2 separate regions of the Zea mays genome follow, and region 2 is linked to region 1. A link is a contact called in public Hi-C data. All regions are on one chromosome and are shown on one strand. The core of a region is the stretch at or near the end of the contact, and the rest is flanking DNA. Distances in the headings are between cores, read along the strand shown. Region 1 holds the start of LOC100281064 (B-box zinc finger family protein). Region 2 holds the start of LOC100278031.

Region 1 (5,846 bases), core at 2,934-5,433:
GGTTCATTGCTTTATTTATGCGCATCTCGACCGGACATTATGCTTTCAGTTTGCATGTGTGCAAGATTCCAATCCGACCCTAAGGAATCCCACCTTACGGCCGTAAAACGAATCTTGAGATATTTAGCTTATACTCCTAAGTTTGGGCTTTGGTACCCTCGGGGATCCACATTTGATTTGATTGGTTATTCGGATGCCGATTGGGCGGGGTGCAAGATTAATAGGAAGAGCACATCGGGGACTTGCCAGTTCTTGGGAAGATCCTTGGTGTCTTGGGCTTCAAAGAAGCAAAATTCGGTCGCTCTTTCTACCGCCGAAGCCGAGTACATTGCCGCAGGCCACTGTTGCGCGCAATTGCTTTGGATGAGGCAAACCCTGCGGGACTATGGTTACAAACTAACCAAAGTTCCTCTTCTATGTGATAATGAGAGTGCAATCAAAATGGCCGACAATCCCGTCGAGCATAGCCGGACTAAACACATAGCCATTCGGTATCATTTTCTTCGGGATCACCAACAAAAGGGGGATATCGAGATTTCGTACATTAACACTAAAGATCAATTAGCCGATATCTTTACCAAGCCACTTGATGAACAATCTTTTACCAGACTTAGGCATGAGCTTAATATTCTTGATTCTAGGAATTTCTTTTGCTAATCTGCACACATAGCTCATAAGTGTACCTTTGATCATGTCTCTTTTATATATGCTATGACTAATGTGTTTTCGAGTGTATTTCAAACCAAGTCATAGGTATATTGAAAGGGAATTGGAGTCTTCGGCGAAGACAAGGCTTCCACTCCACTCTACTACTCATCCTTCGCCGTCACTCCGCTCCACTCTCCGTCTTTGGTATAATTCTCACTCCTATGTTTTATTTGCCAAAGGGGAGAAAATAGTCATCAAAAGGGCTCTAATGACTCCGTTTTTTGGCGATTCATGCCAAAGGGGGAGAAAATATGAGCCCAAAGCAAAAGGACCGCACCATCACCATCACCCTAATTTTAACATATGATTTTCAATTGGTTGAAAATTTCAAAATTGGTATCTCTTTGTGTTCTAAAGGGGGAGCAAGTAGTATTTTCAAAACTTCATATCTTAAAACCCTCTTGAACACTAAGAGGAGAATTTATTTGAGGGGGAGTTTTGTATAGTCAAAGGAAAGGCATTTGAAACAGGGGGAGAAAACTTCAAAACTTGAAAATGCCTTGCAAACTCTCATTCATTTACCTTCGACTATTTGCAAAAGAACTTTGAAAAGATTTACAAAAGATTTTTGCAAAAACAAAACATATGGTGCAAATGTGGTCCAATATGTCAAAAACAAAGAAACAATCCTTGCGCATCATGTAAATATTTATATTGGCTCAATTCCAAGCAACCTTTGCACTTACATTATGCAAACTAGTTCAATTATGCACTTTTGAATTTGCTTTGGTTTGTGTTGGCATCAATCACCAAAAAGGGGGAGATTGAAAGGGAATTAGGCTTATACCTAGTTCCTAAATAATTTTGGTGGTTGAATTGCCCAACACAAATCTTTGGACTAACTAGTTTGCTCTAGTGTATAAGTTATACAGGTGCAAAAGGTTCACACTTAGCCAATAAAAAGACCAAAGGTTGGGTTCAACAAAAGGGCAAAGGAGCAACCAAGGCTCCTCTGGTCTGGCGCACCGGACAGTGTCCGGTGCACCAGAGGACTTCAGCTCAAACTCGTCGCCCTCGGGAATTTCCAGAGGCTACTCCGCTAAAATTCACCGGACTGTCCGGTGTACACCGGACAGTGTCCGGTGCTCCAAGGGAGGTCGTCCTCAGGAACTCGCCAGCCTCGGGTTTTCACTCCAGCCGCTCCGCTATAATTCACCGGACTGTCCGGTGCATCTGCGGAGCAACGGCTACTTCAGGCGCCAACGGCTACCTGCTGCGCATTTATTGCGCGCCAGCGCGCGCAGAGGTCAGGCACGCCCATGCTGGCGCACCGGACAGTGAACAGTGCATGTCCGGTGCGCCACCGGACATCAAGGCGGGCCCAGAAGTCAGAACTCCAACGGTCAATTTCCAACGGCACTGGTGACGTGGCTGGGGCACCGGACTGTCCGGTGTGCACCGGACTGTCCGGTGTGCCATCGAACAGACGGCCTCCACCAACGGTCAAGTTTGGTGGTTGGGGCTATAAATACCCCAACCACCCCACCATTCATTGTATCCAAGTTTTCCACTTCTCAACCACTTACAAGAGCTAGGCATTCAATTCTAGACACACCCAAAGAGATCAAATCCTCTCCAATTCCATACAAAGCCTAAGTGACTAGTGAGAGTGATTTGCCGTGTTCATTTGAGCTCTTGCGCTTGGATTGCTTTCTCTCTTTAATTCTTTCTTGAGATCAATACTCGCTTGTAACCAAGGCAAGAGACACCAATTGTGTGGTGGTCCTTGCGGGGAGGTTTTTGCTCCCGGTTGATTTGAGAAGAGAAAGCTCACTCGGTCCGAGGGACCGTTTGAGAGAGGGAAGGGTTGAAAGAGACCCGGCCTTTGTGGCCTCCTCAACGGGGAGTAGGTTTGAGAGAACCGAACCTCGGTAAAACAAATTCACGTGTCTCACTTCATCATTCGCTTGCGATTTGTTTTGCGCCCTCTCTCGCGGACTTGATTATATCTCTAATGCTAACCCGGCTTGTAGTTGTGATTATTTTTGAGAATTTCAGTTTCGTCCTATTCACCCCCCCTCTAGGCGACTTTCACTTGTCCTCTGGAAATCTTTGCATGTTCAACAAAATCCTAAACTTCATCTTCAACACTCCAAAACTTCTTTCTATCACATTTCTAACTTTGGCATGTGCATGGTTGAAGACTTCTTTCATACCTTGGGGCGGTGGGCCGTTATGCCATTGCTCGACATGGTACCTTGTACACCGGTATGGTGAAAGGTATCCCGGACGATTTGGGTAACCCGCATCAACCACATAATACTTGCCTACATATTTTGAAAGGTAAACGATGAGACTTAGATGAACTAGTTTAATTGGTTTAAAATTGTTGCAAGAAAGGTGAAGTAAGAAAACCTGGTGGTGGATGTGGAAATTTGTGGTGATGAGTAGTTATGGCATCTTTGAAAACTCTCATGTCATGTGCTGAACCAGGCCATCCCGACAACACAAAGGTAAATCTCATGTTAAAATCACAAACAACAAGCACATTTTGACTGGTCTCATTGTGCCTGTTCAAATATGGAATCCTCTTACTCTTATCAACCACAACCTTGATATGTGTCCGGCGCCTGCGAGTTGAGGTCGAAGGCATCGCCGTCCATGGCAACGGTGAGTCTGCATATGCAGTAACAAAATGAGCCAATCACAGTAGATAAATTAGTAAATTACAATAGTCTAAAATGCATTCAATAAGAAATTAGCCAAAACAAATCCGTTGTTTTCCTGTTCTTTCCAATGTGGCCAGCCGTGCCCCTCCACTACCTTTTCATGGATCAAGAAAAGAGGGAGGAGGCTGAGGGAACGGAGGGAGGCGACGGCTGACCTGCTCGAGGACGGCGACGCCGGTCCTTCCCTGCGTATCGAAGAAAAGAAACGGACCCAGGAACATGCGGATCCCGTGCGGAAGGATAAGAGAGAAAAAAGGATTTTGATGGGCCTTCCAACAAACTAGCCCCAATAATCACCCCTTGGTGCGGAGAGTTTTTTGGGTGGGCTAGTTGCAAAAAACTGGCTCTAGCCCTCCTGTTTGGCTACTTTTGGGCTAGTTCCCAAACTAGCTCTAGCCTTTAGATCCCAACAGGGCCTATAATTGAAATTATTACATAGACCACCGACGTTTGAATCGTTTCATTTTGGAGGATTTGAAATATACTTAATAGACTGGACTATTTTATTTTGAAATTTATCGTTTTTTATTTTTTTTACTATAAAGATCTAAACGAGGTCTACTATTTTTTTTACAAAGTTAGTCAAATTTAATAAAAATTGATCAATACTCATTTCGTTGCGACAGTCAACGAGGCAGAGACGGAGGAGGGAGTACGAGTACATATGTGTGGACGTGTGGTGGCCGGCGAGTGAGCACGACCAGCCCACGGTCAGTAGCCATCGGCCACTACCAGCCTCGGCCGCGGGCTGTGAGCTGGGCGGGGCCCCTTTAAATGCCGGCCATACGCGCGGCCTAAAGCCTCCAGAGCCACGCTGCTTCCCGGCCGAAGCCTCCGTCCGCGGCTCCGCGCCCACGGTTTCCATTCCACCCCCCAGGCCCCAGGCTTGCGCCGACTCGCCACTTGTACCGCCGGCCGGTTTCGCCGAAGGACGAAACGCCTCGCGCGCGGAGACCTGCATATAAGCCGGCCGCGTGTCGTCCGGCGCTCCCGGTACAGGCGATCCGTTCATCATCCGCTGCAAACCACCAGGCACCAGCTCCGCGCGCAGAGGCCGGAGGACTACGACCGACGAGGGCGACGAACACCAAGGCTCCGAAGTCCGAGGAGGCAGGAAGCGGGAGGACGTCGGGAATGGGCGCTGCTCGTGACTCCGCGGCGGCGGGCCAGAAGCACGGCACCGGCACGCGGTGCGAGCTCTGCGGGGGCGCGGCGGCCGTGCACTGCGCCGCGGACTCGGCGTTCCTCTGCCTGCGCTGCGACGCCAAGGTGCACGGCGCCAACTTCCTGGCGTCCAGGCACGTGAGGCGGCGCCTGGTGCCGCGCCGGGCCGCCGACCCCGAGGCGTCGTCGGCCGCGTCCAGCGGCTCCTCCTGCGTGTCCACGGCCGACTCCGCGGAGTCGGCCGCCACGGCACCGGCTCCGTGCCCTTCGAGGACGGCGGGGAGGAGGGCTCCGGCTCGTGCGCGGCGGCCGCGCGCGGAGGCGGTCCTGGAGGGGTGGGCCAAGCGGATGGGGTTCGCGGCGGGGCCGGCGCGCCGGCGCGCCGCGGCGGCGGCCGCCGCGCTCCGGGCGCTCGGCCGGGGCGTGGCCGCTGCCCGCGTGCCGCTCCGCGTCGGGATGGCCGGCGCGCTCTGGTCGGAGGTCGCCGCCGGGTGCCGAGGCAATGGAGGGGAGGAGGCCTCGCTGCTCCAGCGGCTGGAGGCCGCCGCGCACGTGCCGGCGCGGCTGGTGCTGACCGCCGCGTCGTGGATGGCGCGCCGGCCGGACGCCCGGCAGGAGGACCACGAGGAGGGATGGGCCGAGTGCTCCTGAGTTCCTGATCCAGACGGGCCCACGTCCGTTGCTGCCGTGCCGCCGCTGCACCTGCACTGTGTACCGAGCCGGACCTCCGAGATAGACTCGGGAGAAAAATGTAACAACGTGTGGGCGACGTTTGTTTGTTTGTTCTTTTTCTTCTTAATCAAATAAATATATCGTAGGCGTACGAGCGAGGGTCCAAGGGATTGATCGTGTGGCTGGTTGGCTGCCTCTCGTCAAGCCGATTTGATTTGACTTGATTACACAACATACACTCATGTGGTCTGGGACGATGCTGTGGTGGCCTGGTGGGGGCGCATTGGGCCATTGGCTGGATATTTTCTTTGCCCAATGCGCGCGCATCAAAGTTGTTTGTTAATCGGGACTAAAAACCACATGTGGACCGTGTGTGCTAGCTTCGGCGGCAAGGCCTTCTTCCGGATGCTCTCTCTCTCAGCCATGCTTTTTTTTAAGGGGGGAAAAAGGAGTCGCTGTCGTCTGTCACCCAGGCCAGGAGTTCGTCCAACCTTGTCCGCTGCCGCTCGTTTCGACGTAGTGGTTGCGGCGTGCTCTTCGAATTTGGTAACTGCGACACAGTTGAACAGCAACGGCCACGGGCCACGGCTCGTCTCTGATCCTCGTGAGAACGCGTGTGCGTGCGCAGGGCGG
Region 2 (6,118 bases), core at 3,160-5,659, 290 kb before region 1:
GGAGAGGACAACGATCAAGGGGGAGATGAAGTTGATCAAGACAAGGAAGATGATCAGGGTCCAAGACCGCCACACCCAAGAGTCCATCAAGCGATTCAAAGAGATCACCCCGTGAACTCCATTCTCGGTGACATTCATAAGGGGGTAACCACTCGATCTCGTGTCGCTCATTTTTGTGAACATTACTCTTTTGTGTCTTCTATTGAGCCATACAGGGTGGAAGACGCATGAAGAGATTTGGATTGGGTGTTGGCAATGCAAAAGGAGCCCAACAACTTCACGAGTAATGAGGTATGGCATCTAGTTCCACGTCCTAATCAAAATGTTGTAGGAACCAAGTGTGTCTTCCGCAACAAGCAAGATGAGCATGGTGTGGTGACAAGGAACAACGCTCGACTTGTAGCCAAGGGATATTCACAAGTCGAACGTTTGGATTTCGGTGAAACCTATGCACCCGTAGCTAGGCTTGAGTCAATTCGCATATTACTTGCCTATGCTACTTACCATGGCTTTAAGCTTTATCAAATGGACGTGAAAAGTGCCTTCCTCAATGGACCAATCAAGGAAGAGGTCTATGTTGAGCAACCTTCCGGCTTTGAAGATAGTGAGTATCCTAACCATGTGTATAAACTCTCTAAGGCGCTTTATGGGCTCAAACAAGCCCCAAGAGCATGGTATGAATGCCTAAGAGATTTCCTTATCACTAATGGCTTCAAAGTCGGCAAATCCGATCCTACACTCTTTACTAAAACCATTGCAAATGATTTGTTTGTATGCCAAATTTATGTTGATGATATCATATTTGGGTCTACTAACAAATCTACTTGTGAAGAGTTTAGTAGGATTATGATTCAAAAATTCGAGATGTCTATGATGGGGGAGTTGAAGTATTTCCTAGGATTTCAAGTGAAGCAACTCCAAGAGGGCACCTTCATCAGCCAAACAAAGTACATTCAAGACATACTCACCAAGTTTGGAATGAAGGATGCCAAGCCCATCAAGACACCCATGGAAACCAATGGGCATCTCGACCTCGACACGGGAGGTAAATCCGTAGATCAAAAGGTATACCGGTCGATGATAGGATCTTTACTCTATTTATGTGCATCTCGACCGGATATTATGCTTTCCGTATGCATGTGTGCAAGATTCCAAGCCGATCCTAAGGAAGTTCACTTTAGGGTCGTGAAAAGAATCTTGAGATATTTAGTTCATACACCTAAGTTTGGTCTTTGGTACCCCAAGGGATCCACATTTGATTTAATAGGTTATTCAGATGCTGATTGGATAGGGTGTAAAATTGATAGAAAGAGCACATCAGGGACTTGTCAGTTCTTGGGAAGATCCCTGGTGTCTTGGGCTTCAAAGAAACAAAATTTAGTAGCTCTTTCTACCGCCGAAGCCGAGTACATTGTCGCAGGCCATTGTTGCGCGCAATTACTTTGGATGAGGCAAACCCTTAGGGACTGTGGTTACAAATTTAGCAAAGTCACTCTCCTATGTGACAATGAGAGTGCAATCCGCATGGCGGATAATCCCGTTGAGCACAACCGCACTAAGCACATAACCATTTGGTATCACTTTTTGAGGGATCACCAACAAAGGGGGGATATCGAGATTGCTTATCTTAGCACCAAAGAACAATTAGCCGATATCTTTACCAAACCATTATATGAGAAAACCTTTACCAAACTTAGGAAGAGGTAAACATTCTTGATTCTTGGAATTTTGATTGATATTTTGCACACATAGCTCATTTATATACCTTTGATCATATCTCTTTCATTTACTATGACTAATGTGTTTTTCAAGTGTATTTCATGCTAAGTCATAGATTGAAAGGGAAATAGAGTCTTCGGCGAAGACAAGGCTTCCACTCCACTCTACCAGTATTATTTACACTTCGCCATCACTCTGCATCGCTCTCCACTTCGCTCATCGACAGCAGCCCAACCACAACGGTTGGTTTGGTGGTTGGGGCTATAAATACCCCCAACCACCACCACTTCAATGCATCCAAGTTTTCAGCCATTGCATTCAATACAAGAGCTCTATACTTCACTCCAAGACACAAACAAGAGATCAAATCCTCTCCCAAGTCCAAAATCACTCCAAACAATTAGTGGCTAGTGAGAGAGAGATTTTTGTGTTCATTTGAGTTCTTGTCGCTTGGATCGCTTTTCTTCTTCCCCATTCTTGTTCTCAACACCTTTGTAATCAAAGCAAGAGACACCAAGTTGTGGTGGTCCTTGTGGGGTCTAAGTGACCCATTTGATTGAGGAGAAAAGCTCACTCGGTCTAGGTGACCGTTTGAGAGAGGGAAAGGGTTGGAAGAGACTCGGTCTTTGTGACCACCTCAACGGGGAGTAGGTTTGCAAGAACCGAACCTCGGTAAATCAAATCACCGTGTCATCCGCTCTATTTCTTTGGTTGATTTGTTTTCGCCCTCTCTTTCGGACTCACTTATATTTCTAACGCTAACCCCGACTTGTAGTTGTGCTTAAAGTTTATAAATTTCAGATTTGCCTATTCACCCTCCCTCTAGGCGACTTTCAGCCAGGCAGAACGATCTAACTGTCGAGGATTATTATAATTTGATGATGGACAATATCGACGAAGTAATAGATAAAAGATGGGTGTCTCTAGGAGAGATCGAGAAAGACAAGATCATGGTTGGCAAAGCTTATAGCAATAAGGTCAAGGCTAAATCATTTCAAGTTGGAGATATAGTACGAAAGACCATCTTGCCATTAAGAAGTAGAGACCAGAAATTCGACAAATGGTCACCAAGCTGGGAAGGCTCTTTCAGAATCACATAGGTGATAGCAGGTAATGCCTACATGTTGCAAACTTTGCAAGGCGAGAACCCGCCCAAGGCGTTGAATGGTCATTTCTGAAGCAATATCATCTTAGTATGTGGCAAGATGCTTAGAAAAACCAATGTTGTCACATCGAGTTGTTTGTAGCCAACACTAGTGCTTTTGGTTCGCTTGGCTTCCCCAAAAGGCAAGGGGCATGTGTTGACCGCTGTTTGTGGCACTGAGCACAACTGGACGGTCCGGCCCTAAAGCCGAGATGGTCTAGCCTGCGGACAGTCCGCCCTTAGAAGCAGATAGTCTGTGATTAGATCAGATCAAGCGGATTAACTCCTATCTTCACGTGTGTTTATCCCTCTAAACTTGTGGGAGTTGTTGGAGAACGCCTAGTAATAGGTCCATACCTCCCCATTATATAATTGAAGGGGTACGGGCAATTGAAGCGCTAACAATCGAACCAAATCATTATATCTTCTGTTCCTTTACTTTTTCCTTAGGAGTAGACAATAATGTAGCCGTCTTCACCTCGATTCGACTCTGCGTCGTCTGGAGGTGTCAATCCCAAGAAAAACCCTCGGAACTCTCCTCCATGACGGGATCCCTCCTGATAGTTAGATCCAGGTGCTGTTGCGAAAGCCATCGCCTCTGCGCACGTGCGGACTGTCCAACTCGATGTGGAGAACCTCGCTCCTGCTGCCAGGTCACAGACTATCTGACCCCAGGCTACAGACCATGCGCACCTCCGCAGAGAGCACAGCCACAGATACACCTCACACTGATTGAGACCCAGATGGGTGCCAACACACCGCTACATAGGTATTGTTTCTCAGCACGACATCGGTCACATCACTCCGCCGGCGTCCGACTGCAATCCTCCATGTCCGGCTGATATGCAGAGACTCCTTCACGCAATCCTACAGTTCTATTCTCGGATTATTGAAGTACTGGAGCAAAGCGAGCTTGTACTGGAGCTAAAACAATTAAAATCTTGCAATGGAGCTGAAACAAAAAACATGTCATAAATCTATTGCAGAGTTCAAGCTCGTCTCGCAATCTAAATAATAGATGCTAGCAACACATAAAGAAATAGCGACATTCACTGAGCAGCTGGGAACACAGGAATCAGGCAAGTCACAGAAGATGGAGAGATATATGAGAAATCATAAAACAAGGCCAGCGCACTTTGGAACATTCACTGAGGAGTTGGCCGTAGTTGATTGGCGTGCCGACCGGGTGATGAGCGTGGTGCACCGGCGGCTAGGAATGGACGCACCGGCGGGTGGGGAGGAATGCGCCGATGAGTCTGGGCTCATCGTGCAGGTGGCACGTCAGTCGGTCTGCCTCGTCGTGCGGGTGGTGAGGGAGGCGGCCGGCGGGTCCGGGGGCAGAGCTCCCTGTGCGGAACGAGACCATGGCACCTGGGAGATGGGAATGATGCGGGTGTAGGCTCGATATGGGGGTTCGTCGTGCAGAGTGGGGAGGGAGGCGACCTCCGGTGGGTAGCGCGGATCGCCGATGCACGAAGGAAGGGAGGCGGGCGTCGGGTGGGTACCACTGCCAGAGCAAGCGGTGGAAGTTGGTTGGAGAAGAGATAGGTCCCTCGGTCAAGGTAGCATATTTGAGACCTAGGAGTTAAACTCCTATATTAATTTAATTAAAATTTATGAAATAGTGACTTTGTTGGAAAGCTATTTTTTGATCTCACTCCTATATTTTAAAATATGACCTATTTTAGAACCTCTCTTGAAGATGCTCTTATAAGAACAAACCCTAAAATATAAGAACAAGGATATTTAAGTTCAAATGGGCTGGAAACTCTATGATGAAAATCTATACTCTACCATGTACAACATATAAATGAGCAGGTCAGCAGGGGTTGTGCGGTTGTGCCCTCACTACTACATAGATCCGCTCCGGTCCTCTACAATCTAGAGTCTAGAGGTGTGACGGATGAAGTGTCGGGTGGCGTCTTGTCCGTCGTCAGAGCAAATATATAACAACCGGATGTCAAAGAACTAAATGATAACGTAGAAGGAAAAAAAGAAAAAAAAATGTAAACTTACAGTCAGTATATAAAACATGCTTTGGACTTTGGACCACCGGCGCAATAGGACATTACCGTTTTCTCGGAGCAAAGCAGAGAAGGTGGAGAATGGAGGGCCCAAGTGGGCTGTGGCCGTGTCCGTATGATGGAATCCGTCAGGAATTATTTCTTTTCTCGGCCCACCATCCCATCCCCTCCCCTCCCCTTCACTTTTCCGAATATTCGCTTTCAGCCTTGAGGTAAAAGTTTTTTACCGTAAAACATATTGCACGCATCAGCAATTCAGCATCCGCATCACTCATCTCTGCTTGACACCAGCAAGCGCCAGCAAACATGCACTAAAACGGTTTTTTAAATATAAAAGATAACTAAAAACTGTATAATATAATTTTGAGTTCTTAGATCATAATAAATATAGTTAAAATAAAATAAGTATATAAAATCATGGAACGTCTCTTTATTTTTTTCTTAACCCCTAAAAACCACTTGATGAAGTTGTACATGTCCTAAAAATCTAACAAATTTGCACACGCAATCCTGAGTCGGAGTCACTAGCAATTTCAATCCGGTAGGGTGATATGGATAACACTAGAGTAACAAACAGGCAGATACTTATCTCGATCGGATTCGGAATCGGATAGTTAGAAACAGTACGAATACAGATATTGGGACTAGATATTTATTCGGACGGATAAGAACTCCCTAGATAAAGCTGTCTCCAGCAACTTTCTATAAATTTTATCCCCTAAATAAATATTATTTATATTTTACAGTATATTCTAAAAGATTTTATCCTCTATACCTTCCTCATCACCAGCATCATCCTCTAAATCTGTTTCTCTCTATCTAATCTTCTATATTTTTCACCAACGTCTGTTAATAGAAATTTTTGAATCCATATTTATCGACAACATTTTAATTGGTTTACATATTACAAATGGTTTTTTTTTGCATTTCCCCCGACCTGCATCGTTTTCTCCAAATCGTCTGGGCCAAAGCCACCAAACACATGAGCGAGTGCGGCGTGGAGGGGTATGTCGTGCTCGAGGTCCTCCGCCCTGACCCAGTATTCGAGCTCGACCCGACGGCCATGGTGCCTTGCTCACCGGGGGTATGCTCCGCCGCGGGCCACACTTCGTGTGCGCACTGGGCGCGGACGAGCGCGGCACCGTATGCGGCGGACTGGTGGATGGCACGGCCGAGCTCTTGTGCGCCGTCGCGGAGTCCGAGCTTGATCACACGACGGCCACCACCGTCG

Evidence for each region. A called contact is a pair of places that touch in the nucleus more often than the background predicts.
Region 2: a Hi-C map of bundle sheath shows a contact between it and region 1, with 2.9 times the contacts expected there. The contact joins the promoter of LOC100278031 here to the promoter of LOC100281064 in region 1. A contact is called at or near these places in 5 of 25 Hi-C or Micro-C datasets (bundle sheath, ear, endosperm and 2 more).

Annotation. Positions count from the first base shown.
Region 1 is chr5:89,682,392-89,688,237 of Zm-B73-REFERENCE-NAM-5.0, reverse strand. It overlaps LOC100281064 (B-box zinc finger family protein), which reads left to right and starts at 4,183. Exons shown (of 1, transcript NM_001153983.2): 1 at 4,183-5,364. The coding sequence starts at 4,512. The coding sequence ends at 5,192.
Region 2 is chr5:89,969,875-89,975,992 of Zm-B73-REFERENCE-NAM-5.0, reverse strand. LOC100278031 reads right to left here and starts at 4,409. Exons shown (of 1, transcript NM_001364313.1): 1 at 3,817-4,409. The coding sequence starts at 4,229. The coding sequence ends at 4,074.